Regions from separate parts of the Gossypium raimondii genome. Here region 2 is linked to region 1. The links are chromatin contacts, called in public Hi-C maps. All regions are on one chromosome and are shown on one strand. Each heading gives the region's core, a stretch centred on a gene start, on an enhancer-like site or on the middle of the called end of the contact. The rest is flanking DNA. Distances are from core to core; before and after follow the strand shown. Region 1 holds the start of LOC105785930 (probable 26S proteasome non-ATPase regulatory subunit 3). Region 2 holds the start of LOC105785937 (protein ALTERED PHOSPHATE STARVATION RESPONSE 1).

The links. Hi-C and Micro-C count contacts between places; a contact is called where the count stands out from the background.
Region 2: a contact with region 1 is called in a Hi-C map of leaf, with 2.5 times the contacts expected there. The contact joins the promoter of LOC105785937 here to the promoter of LOC105785930 in region 1. A contact is called at or near these places in 2 of 2 Hi-C or Micro-C datasets (both in leaf).

What each region holds. Positions count from the first base shown.
Region 1 is chr1:43,528,367-43,534,348 of ASM2569854v1, forward strand. It overlaps LOC105785930 (probable 26S proteasome non-ATPase regulatory subunit 3), which reads right to left and starts at 3,298. Exons shown (of 9, transcript XM_012612137.2): 1 at 3,178-3,298; 2 at 2,969-3,057; 3 at 2,620-2,810; 4 at 2,066-2,203; 5 at 1,863-1,999; 6 at 1,640-1,694; 7 at 1,459-1,569; 8 at 1,048-1,287; 9 at 118-847. The coding sequence starts at 3,047. The coding sequence ends at 344.
Region 2 is chr1:43,673,728-43,679,709 of ASM2569854v1, forward strand. It overlaps LOC105785937 (protein ALTERED PHOSPHATE STARVATION RESPONSE 1), which reads left to right and starts at 2,624. Exons shown (of 4, transcript XM_012612145.2): 1 at 2,624-4,133; 2 at 4,676-4,899; 3 at 5,165-5,388; 4 at 5,486-5,982. The coding sequence starts at 3,197. It overlaps LOC105785936 (probable protein phosphatase 2C 46), which reads left to right. Exons shown (of 5, transcript XM_012612142.2): 5 at 1-509. The coding sequence ends at 230.

The DNA of each region.
Region 1 (5,982 bases), core at 2,048-4,547:
ATTATCAAATGATGATGAATCTGCTTCATCCCTTCTCTAACGATGTCGGGCAATTTAGAGAAGTTTTACCCCAAAAGGTTTCAATGGCTGCCTGGCATGCATACAAATGAGATTGCATTGTTCAAGGAATAAAACTTGAAATCAAGGGAGGAAAATAAAAATACAAATAAAGTGCAACTCCATGGTGTAGGACTGTAAAGCAATGTTATCAATGGAAATAGTAGCTATTGCGAAAATAAAACCAAAAGCGTTTCTAGTACTACTAGGGCACTTTAAAAAGGAAAATGCACAACTTGATCAAACCATCATATGGTGGATAAAGTAACTTTTCGAATGTCAATCTCTAAAATTCGTCGTCATCTTCCTCTGCAATGTGCTTTGCAAGCTCTTGCTCCTGTTGTTGTCTTTCTCTCCTCTTCTCAGCACTTTCTTTCTCCTTGTGGGAGTTTGGTGGGAACCGAAGTGCACGCACAGCCTCGTTATGCATATTGAGGCAGAAAGCAATCCTAGAGTTGAATGCCGTTTGAGGCTCAGTTGTAGAGTAGATGTCACCCGTCTCCTTGGACAGCATACATCCATTTGAATGATCCAATGTCGCATCGATAGCTCCATCTCTGATTGCCTTGGCTACTATGCTCTCAGCATCAGCAACAGAGTCCAATCTAAGCTTCTTCGCAACATCAGCCAGTGCGATGCGAGAATATGAGATACTTATGTTGCGTAGCCCAGTCCGAATGACATTATGCCGCAGCCTAACAATCAAGTTATGGGTCCGGTCTGAACTGAAAGTAGTTGAGAACTTCTCAGCAACAGATCTGAAAAGCTCCAAATCACCAATGCGGACAGCCTGAAAAATACACAGATTTTGTGTTCTCAGAACAATTAGTAAAATCTAGGAACCACAGAAACCAAAGAGAGTCCAAATGATTATAACGAGAGGATATATGCACATGATTCTCTCCATTTCGTTTCAAGGAAAGACATGCTTGGAATATCAAACTTGGCTCTCTATAAAGTAAGACGACGACTACACAAACTCAAACTCACATTTGTCAGTTCAAAGTATGGCCTCAATGCTTTCTCCATGCCTTTCTGCATAAAAACAGTCCTCTCGGGGATTTCTCCCAGCAGTAATCGAACAATGATTGCCCACTTGTTGCATTGAACCCGAAAACCAAGGGCTGCAACAGGAGCTTTCCTAGCAGCTTGGAGGAGACATTCTTTGGCATCTGTGTACTCCAATTGAATTGTCCTAATCTTCCCCAAGTAAAAGAGGTAGCGGCAAAACTGCAGAGGATAACCTTTGTCTTATGAATGGAATCAAACTATAATGTTTTTACAGTTACAACAATAACCATAAGCCATGACAAACTCCAGGTAACCATTTAATAACCATAAAAATGCAGTCGGTTAACATTTACAGTTCAAAGACAAAGATAACAGAAAACCGTGACTTACCTGTTGGTTTGAGTGAGCTTCAAATCTAGGTGCCTTTGATCTCAGTTTCTCAGCTTGGTCATACAAATTGTAATGGAGGTAATTGCGAAGTAGGAGGTTAAGAAGAGTCTCCTGCATGAGAACAATATTTAAAAATATGATCCTATCAGAGAAATAATTGCTCAAATGTTTGAAAATTTACCTGACCCAGCTCGTCATGGCGCAATGTTGCAATCCGGTGCAGGGCTAGAAGGTTACTGTCAAATTAAAGATCATCCTAATTAGACCTAGAATGTCATATGTGCTTCTGATCATGAATAAAAGAAACATAACATGCTGAGGTTTATTTAAAAGGAAACACACATCAGAAAAGATGCTAAAGACAGCATATGACAAAAGTTAGGAATGAATCAAGTATAGCTCACCTCCTAATTTCAGAAAGAGTACCAGTGAGTTCATAGCAAAGAGAGTAATATAAGTACAGCCTAGCAGCTAGAACATCGAGAGTCCTCCTGTTCAAATTCTTCAGCCGAGCAATGCTTGCAGAGGAACATGCCTTTGCCTGAAACAAGATAACATCATGTTCAAGAAACAGGAAACATCCTGATGAAATTATTTGCTAATGTACCTCATCATATTTCTTTTGATCAATCAAAAATATCAGGACAAGCAAATAGCAGTAGATTTCTAGCTCTGGCAAGGAATGCTTAGCAGGAGGTTGAGCTGTGGAGGTTGCAGTGTCGACTTCCATCTCATTCTCATCTTCCTGAAACAAATTCAAGCCATGAGTTCTTAAAAGAACAATTAATTCAAGACTTATTAACTTACAGTCATTGTACTCATAAACAAAATATTTCTGTAAGGTGAGAAACTAGACTGGCGACAGAGAAACTAGACCGGCAACTAAGGCATTTCCTTGAACTTGGAACCAGAAAGCCTACTACACTGGTGAAGGTGACAACGGGGAAAATAACATCATATAAAGGGCCAATCACCAAAAATTAACTTCAAAGATGCAACCAATTATTTTCTATCTTTAGCATTTGTTGCACTTCAATGCCTTTAATTAACTAAGACATCATGTCTAATCTAAGAGGATGGAATGGCAATCACTTTACCACAAGGGGGAAAAACACTTCCACATTAATAACTGAATATTACGATGTTCCATCAAAAGATTACCTTAGGAAGATAAGAAGAAAGACGAGTGAAGGCCTCGGATCCAGGGGTAAGAGCGAAACTAAGGAAAGAGGAAAGCACGGATGCCTTCAACTTCCGTCTTAAAGCCATTGTAAGTCGTATAGCCCTCAAAATACGGCGAGCTTCACGGTCATAAGCACCGGTCTCAATCAGAGACGCAATTTCCTTCAAATCTAACAGAAACCCAGAAAATTTTATTCAAATCCGTGAAAACCCACAAGTTACCAGTCCAGAAAACGCTAAAAGAAAATCAGATTTCTATCACCAAACGTCAAAAAATATGCGCTAGAGACATTTGGATGTTATAGATGCATAGATAGATTGTACTTACGGTGCAAAGTGGATGGAGAAGAGGAAGGAACGGAATTAGACGGAGCTGGTTGCTCTTTCATCTCCACATCTTGAGTCATCTTTGAGAATCTGAAAAATGCAAATTGAAACGAAATTTGACGTGAAAATCAAGGGGAAAAAAAGGTGAAATATTGATTAGGGAGATGCTTAAAACTTAAAAAGCACAAAAGGAAAGGAGAAAAAAATTACCTTTGATTCACGAAAGGAAGAGGTGGATTTTGGGGGAATCGAGAGCCGAGCCTGCAGTGGACTATGGTTTTAGTTTCTTCAGCAGTAGGTCTTGTGAGAGGAGTTGAAGAAAGCGAAAAAGTCCGGATTGAACGACGTCGTTTATATGGAAATCGGAAGTCATTATAGAAAAGGTCTAGAGAGCCCAAATAAACTCTATATTGGGCCAAGGCCCATTATTCTGTTATCTCCTGTCTTGTGGGTTCATATATATAACTATATTTATTCATTAATTCAACAATACTCCAAGATTGATTCTTAAAGGGCTTTTCTTAGTAAGTGTTGTATAAATTATTAATTTTTTCTTAGTTTTAAAAAGAAAATAATACCAACAAATAAAATGTGATACGTGTCATGTTTTTTTATTGAATATCATATACTTTTTGGGTAAATGATACAATTAATAGTTTAAGTATCACTTCTAACTAAAAGTGTTCATGTTGGATTGGGCTAGACTTGGGTCCAGGTACCATACATAGTTGTTAAATGCAACCCGACTTGAAATATGGGTCTCATATTCTGTTCAAGCCCACTTTTATTTGTAAATGGCTATTCCAAGCCCATTACCAACATAGTATGAAAGCTTACAATAATAGTACATCGAAAAGGCAAGAGAGCTGGTGCTGCGTCGATGGGTCCAGGTTTGACTAGGAGGTTAGTATGCTCAGAAATGACCTTGATGATGTGCTTGTCGATGACTTGACGATACACGTTGTTCCCCTACTATCAGATACTCCTTCGACGAATAGAACTGCTCGTGGCCCACCTAACTGAACCATTGCATGCATACCTCAGAGGCACAAAAATTACTATCCTAGTGATATCTCTTGAAAAGAGTTATATTGCATGACTTTAGAACTAGCCAATTACTTGTACTTAGGTACATTTAGTTGTATTTTATGACATTTCATTAGTATTTTTATCATTGCATTAGGAGCTTGGACTGTGTTTAAATATTATGTAATTTTAATTGCTTGTGGTAGGGCTGTGTTTGGTGGTTTGGTAGGTGCAAGTTGAGGAACAAGAAATAAAAGAGTGAAGGTTTGCTAGGGCAAAAGGTTGGACATTTTGTCAGCACGAATGCTGTGGCAATTCTAGGAAGACCGAGTCAACACTCAACGCATACCAGTTTTAGCCCAACTGTACTTGTACAAAAAAATCTACCTAAAAAGATAACTTGGGTTGTTGGATTTACCCTAGGGAAAAAACTATAAAAAGCCAAAGGAGGAAACCTTAAAGGATGAACAAGGGTGGGGATCTATAGGCGAAACTAGAGGGTAGCAATTGAGTAGAGACAGAAAGAGGAAGATGAAGGCAGTCCCTCTTAGCCACCACAGGACACTGTGCCACTAGAGTGTGAACTGGACACGCAAAAGTTGTCTTTCCGACGTTCTTCTGTTATTTCTTAACTATTTATCCATGAATTGATTTGATGAAAACGATGTTGAATGATATTTTGGTTTTGAATTTTATTTGCCAACCCATGAGCTAAATCTTATAGGGTTGAGATTACTTGATGAAACCTTTATAAAGCATAGATCTGAATTAATTTACTATTTCATTCAATTGTTTTTATTTCTAAATTGTATGCGTGCAATCCTAGACATAGATGACTATGCAACATGCTTATAAACTAATTTAATTCTGAAAAGGTTGGATTAGTTGGACCAAAATTGAATGATATGAGTAAGTACTCGACAAATACTTGTAGTAGACTTTAGACATAAAGCAACGTTCATACAGAAGGAAACAGTGCAATGTATCGTATTAAAGACCTATAGACACGAAGAAGGTAACTTGAGGTTTCTGCTCTCTAAAGAAGTAGACCACTTTAGAACTCTTCTAAGTAGTAGATTGATTACGATTTTTTCGAGGTATTTCTGACAGTAAGGGTAAATTCTTAATAATTCCAACCTTCCATTTCAACATCGTATATCCCTTATCCCTTACCGTAGTATCTTTGCCATCGCATCCTTAGTTGTTTACTTGTTCAGTTACATATTATTCATATAATCATTTTCGTAATTGCCATTGCATTTTTACTCTTGCATTGCCATAACATTTTCAATTATTCATCAATTACACATTTTGTTCATATTAATATTCCTTTTGTTTACCATCATTATTCTGCTATAACATTAATCTAACTTTATTATAATAACTTGACCATTTGTGTACCTAATCCGATCCTTGTGGAGATGATCTCACTTATGTAACACCCCTAACCTGTATCCATCACTGGATCAGGGTTACAGAGTATTATAAAAAATTACAGAACAAATACAATTAATTCATAACATTTACTATTCATATCCTAAATCATACATAATCAATCATATTGTCCCTCAAATAGACCCTCGAGGCCCAAATTATGCATTAGAAACAAGTCGAGACTAAACCGAGAACTCAGGCAATTTTTCACAAAATTTTAAAATTTTCCTTATTTGCAGCGGACGCGCGCCCGTGTGGCTCACACGGCCAAGTGACACACCCGTGTCTCAGGCCGTGTGGTCATTCGATGTGAGGCACACGATCGTGTTCCAAATTAGGTTGTATACTGACTTAGTCACACGGTCGAGCCACACGCCCGTGTGAGTATACTGACTTACATAATTAAGGTGCAGGGTTCACACGACCAAGTGACACGCCCATGTGCCAGGCCGTGTTATACACACGGATGAGACACACACCCGTGTCTCTACTCGTGTGAAAATACTTGAGCATTCTGTTTTGAAATTTTAAGATGTAGGGGACACACGACCGAAA
Region 2 (5,982 bases), core at 1,374-3,873, 140 kb after region 1:
TTGCTCTACAAGAAGCAGCAAAGAAAAGAGAAATGAGGTATTCTGACTTGAAGAAAATTGACCGTGGTGTCCGTCGCCATTTCCATGACGACATCACCGTAATTGTGGTGTTTCTTAACTCAAACCTCGTGAGCAAGGCCTCCTCTGTTAAGGGTCCTAATCTATCTGTTCGAGGGGGAGGAGTTACCTTACCTCCTCGTACTCTGGCTCCTTGTGCCATGCCAGTCTAATCTGGCAGTACCTGATCATATGCCGTATTGCATGTTTTTCATGTTGTATCATTTTCTTATGTGAATATCAGGTAGCTTCCGAAAGCGATGCAAGCCTTCGATTCTTTAATGTACACTGTAACACTTGACTGGAAACTCATACTTGCATTTTGCATCTGCGTGGGAACACCTAAAAAGAGAACTAGAAAGGAGTACAAGGTACAAGATGACAATGATTGTAGTTAATTACTTGGGGTAGTTCCCTCAAGTCTTTATATAATAGTTTCCTTTTGATCTTTATCTGGTGCATTCCACTCTTTGCTGGACCTTTAATAAGACAAATGGCCGACACCTAGTTTCTTACTGGATCTTAATGGTAGCTAAAAACAGAAAAAACCATAAGGAAGGAATGGATGATAATAAAATACACTATTAAACAACTTGAATGTTGATCTGTAATAGACCTGGCATGTTGTACGTACCTGCTGCTTACAGTGTTGCATTGTGCAAAGGTTGTGAGATTGGGTGAGGCAGGTCGAGGTTATTACATCACTGCACCTGGCTGGGGTGGAACTAGTCAGTGAGGAACAACTCCATGTTTCATCTCAGGGTTCCTAATCGAATTTTAGCTGTTCAGGCTTACCTGGTTGTCGGCTGGTTACCCAGTTTGTCACCTAATACTATATCATTAATCCAGTAATGGTTGTTCTATTCTTCCTGGTCGATAAACTTTAGCTGCGTATTAACAAAAGAAAACCGAAGTTTATTTCTATTAATTCATATAATCACTTTTGGAAAAAATAACTTAAGTCTCTTAATTTTTGTACCTTTAAATTTATAAAGAAATTATAAAACAATGGTTGTTGGGACATGAACTGAAACCAGGTTGAGGTTGTCCAAGGTTTTTTAACTCTCTTACTCTCTGCTCCATTGGAAACCCAAAATAAAAAGCCCTTCAACTCTCTTTGACTGGTGTCGTTACGTTTTTTATTTCTTGACATTCAATCTAATCCAACTCTAGATTCTTGTTCAATTCAAAGGGAGAATACAATATTTTTGGGGCAAACCAAACTTGGGGTATTGAAAATGGAGGAAGTAGGCAATTCCCGAGGTGAGGAATAGTGGCTTTTTTCCCTCAACATTTGTCAGATTGTGTCAAGCCATTTTCTCGCTAAACCCACACCAAATAGCCCCTTCACATTATTTATTAGTCCTTCCAACCCTACACTATGGCTCCATTCTCAAAGCCATTGAGCCTTCATCTTCAGCATCAAACAATAAACAAAGCCAAAACCCACCAAAACACCACTAACACAAACCCCTTTGCATTTGCAACTGCTCCTCAACTAAGGTTTCATGTAAACTAAACACCTGTAATTTGGCAATTGCAGTGGGTGACAAACACAGACTAAAAGTGAGTTACATATAGAGTTTGTGTGTTAGGATTGCGCAAACTACTAATACTTTGACTTGAAATGGAATATTGAGATTTGATTCTTTTATCTCTAGAGGACTTTTGAGGCCTTTCCCCATGATCCTTGGGGTGCATTTTCTCAGCTGAATTTTCAGCATTGTCCTCTGTACTGAAACCCAAGAATCTTATGAATAATATTTTGTTAAGTACATTAATTCTCAAACTTAAACTTGGATATTTGCAAACATATGAGGATTTGTTTTCCTTTCACAAAAAAGGGAAAACAGTAGAGTGAAGCTGATGCCACATTGTAAAACACCGGCTAATTATAACCTGCAACTTCATGTGGAATTGTCAGTAGTTTCTGGCATATCATATAATTCATTTATGGACCAAACAAGAACCTTCTTTTTCTAAACATCACCACTCAGAATTCCAAATCCTTGCAAAAATATAATGCTATTCACCTATTGCCAAATATAATCTCAGTCAAAGAAAGGGAAAGGCAGTCTAAAAATCTTCGAAGATAACAGATTTATCCATATTAGTAAAGACAATGACATTCAAGCTTAAACCTTTCTGCTTTTGTAATTTCCCCCACTTAACAACTCATTAAAGAATTTAAACAAGTAATACAATTAACCTAATGATATTAGAGAGATTGTATAATCTGAATACACTACAAAAGTAATTTAAGCTCAACATAAGCATAATATAATACAAAATATATTACATACTTCCAAGCAAAAGACAACTCTCTTTCCTTTCTCTGGGGTGTTTGCAGTGGTGTGGTCACCATCCTTTAACTAGAGTACAGTTGACTCTTCTTTTTACTCACCAGACTGCCCAATGGGGTGGACACTGTCTGCTTATAAGAAAACCTGTGCTAAATTTTCTCAGAAAAATAATATACATTTTTTTAGTGTTTTTATTGCACTAAAAAAGATAAATAGAGTCTGATTGCCGTTGTTTTACACCAATTTTATAGTGTCCAAATAATTAAACAAAAAATGATTTCTCTCTCCTTCTCGAGCCCCTACCTTCTTTACTTTACCTTAATATCTCTAATCTCTTTCTTGCCCTTTAACTCTGTCATTTACTGTGTCACTTGCCATTTCTCTTATCAGTTAATCTCACTCTTTCATCATAGTTATCTATTATCCAAAACTAAATATGTTTTAAGTGTCCGAATAAGTAACTAATCTTAGCAAGGGCATTATATTTAAAATCTTATACTTTGCAGGGGCTAGCAGGCTAGAAGATTTCAAGAAGAAAACTATCTTTCTTTCTTTTTAAATCAAGAGATGAAATGGTTCTAAAACTTCTCATAAAGCTACATTTTCCTTCTTTTGCCTTGTCCCAAACCCTTGTAAAATTTAGCTCATTCTTTCTTCCATTTGTTGCAACCCCACCTCTTCCTTCTTTTAAGAAAAGAACACTTAGATTCCTCCAAAAGATCATCTTACTTTACCCTATCCCCATATATTCAAAAGTTAGTAGCTTCTACGCCTATTGTAACCAGAAAAACAAAAAGGAAAGGAAAAAAACACTCTCCAGGCTTTAGCAAAGAGAAATGGGTTGTGTTGCTTCTAAACTGGAGGAAGAAGAAGAAGTTGTGTCAATTTGTAGAGAAAGGAAACGACTTATAAAGTTAGCAGTAGATAGAAGATATGCACTTGCAGAAGCACATTTTAGGTACTGTCAAGCTCTTTATGCAGTGTCAGCTGCCATTAAGCTCTTTGTAGCTCGTCATTCATCACCTCCTTCACCTTTTCTCATCACTTTTCCTCCACCTTGTCCACCTACACCACCAGCCACTGATCAAAATGTGATAACCAACCCAATGTTGCTTCAACAAAGACCTTCTGAGTCCACCCATGAAGCTATTGCTTGTGAGTCATGTGGTTCTTCAACAAGCTCAGATATTTCAGATGAAGAGACTGAACCAGAGGTTGTAAGAGAAGAGCAGCAGCAGCAGCAGAAACAACAACACCAACACCAACACCAACACCAACACCAACCACCACCACCTTGTGGGTACTTTTATATGCAAATGCCGCCACCAATGCCATCACCACAAAGAGATTTTGGCTGGGACTTCTTTAATCCATTTGATGTTGTTAGACCAGAGATTATAAGTGGATACAACAGGTGTTCTGATGATGATTTAAGAGCGGTGAGGGAACAGGAAGGGATACCAGAGCTAGAAGAGGAAGGAGATACCAAAGAGGAAGAGAAAAAAGTTGTCCTTGTTGAAGAAAAAGATACTAAGAGGGAACAGGAGGAGAGTGAAAGTGGCTTGTTGAAAGTAAAGGAAGAGACTCATGTGAGCCAAGGAGAACAGAAAGGGCTAACAGTGATTGATAGCCCAGAAAAAGGAAGGGAACTTTTAGAAGCCTTGAAAGATATTGAGGATTATTTCATTAGGGCTTATGATTCTGGCAAAGATGTTTCAAGAATGTTGGAGGCTAATATGGTTCATTTACAGTCTGGTCTGGAGGGTATTAAAGGTGGGTTTTTTTTTTCCCCTTCACTCAACTTTTACTCTGTTGAGGTAGCCTTTCCTCTTATTCCAGAAAAACTGTTAAGTTTCCATTTGAAGTTATCTTCTGCTTGAAACTTGTGGGCTGACCTCCATTTTATAAGTATTTTTCCAGAAATGAGGAAAAAAAAAAGGGAGAGGGGTATGTATCTCAGGTTAGCTTTGCATGAGTCTTAGTTTCTTTGGGTGTTTGCTATCTCACCATTTATGTTTCTTTTTCATTCTCTCCAGCATGATGTTAAATAAAAAGCCTTGCAATGATTTGTTTTTGTTTATAAAATCTGGAAATCTTTGAGCCGTTAAACCCTGCATTTGCTCATGTGGCTCTAACATTTAGTTATTACCTTGCCTAGCACATATTCGGATAAATACGTGGAAAGACTTAGAAAAGTTAAAACATACTCGTAAGTCGTATCCCATGCTTGCCACCAAGTATAAAGCTAAATTTGGATCGTCTTAATGTCCATATCAATATCTAGTAATCATTAGACTCTGCTAATTTTATTGCAGAGAACTCAACCAAACTCATCCAAGCTATCACATGGCATCGATCCACTTTGTCGAAGCCTCAATCATGTAAGAGTCTTGTGGCTTCAAGTTCTAAAAGTTCTTCAGCATGGACTGAATATAAGAACGATCTTTTTGATCAGTATGGGGGAATGGATTCAGGAAGTCATTCCTTAACACTAGAAAGACTTTATGCATGGGAAAAGAAGCTCTATGAAGAGGTTAAGGTAAACAAAAATACTAACAATTAATCTTTATTTTTCTGCAAACTTAATGATTTATTCCTACAAAGATTTCAGGGTTTGTATAGTGTGTGAAGTAGTAATAACTTTGGCGGCTTCTTTTTGAGTTCATAATAGTGGACTGTATGTAGCTCGTATTCGACACTTATGTTTGACACGTATCAGAACATAGTTACGAGAGTTCTGCATTTGCATGTATGGCATGAATTCTGCTTCGGATAAAACTCTGATTTGTTAACTTACTTTACAGGCTGGTGATAGTACAAGGAAAATATATGAGAGAAAATGCTCTCGACTGAGAAACCAGGATGTGAAGGGATATGATGAGCTTACAATGGATAAAACCAGAGCTGCAGTAAAGGATTTGTATGCCAGAATCTTGATTGCGATTCGAAGTGCCGAATCAATCTCAAAGAGAATTCAGAATTTAAGAGATGAAGAACTATTGCCTCAAATTATTGAACTGTTAAAAGGGTAGGTAAAAGAATCTTCAAAAAAGAACCAGACAAGACTGTGTCTTCAATTTTCATCCAAACTTGGGGTTTCTGATTCTACTTTTCCTTTGTTGCAGCCTAACCCGAACCTGGAAAGTTATGCTTGAATCTCATGAAACCCAAAACAAAATCCTTTCTGAAGTGAAAACTTTTGCTTGTCCTTTGTATGGAAAATTCTGCAACGATTCCCACCGGCTTGCTACGCTTCAACTTGAAGCCGAGCTTCAAAACTGGCGTGCTTGCTTTACAGAGTATGTTGCAGCTCAAAGAGCATACATTCAGGCTCTTCATGGTTGGCTAACTAAGTTCTTGGTTCCTGAAGTTGAATTTTATTCAAGAGGAAGGAGCTCTGGTGCACCATATGGAGCTAATGGGCCTCCACTTCTTGTTATATGTTATAACTGGTTAACTTCCATGGATGAGTTACCAGATAAGGCTGTCACCTTTTCACTGAAAAGCTTTTCTAAAGATGTAAAGGCACTGTGGGTTCAGCAAGGGGAAGAACAGCAACAAAAGAGGAAAGTTGATGGTATGGCTAAAGAACTTGATAGAAGGACTATGGCCTTCCAGAAGG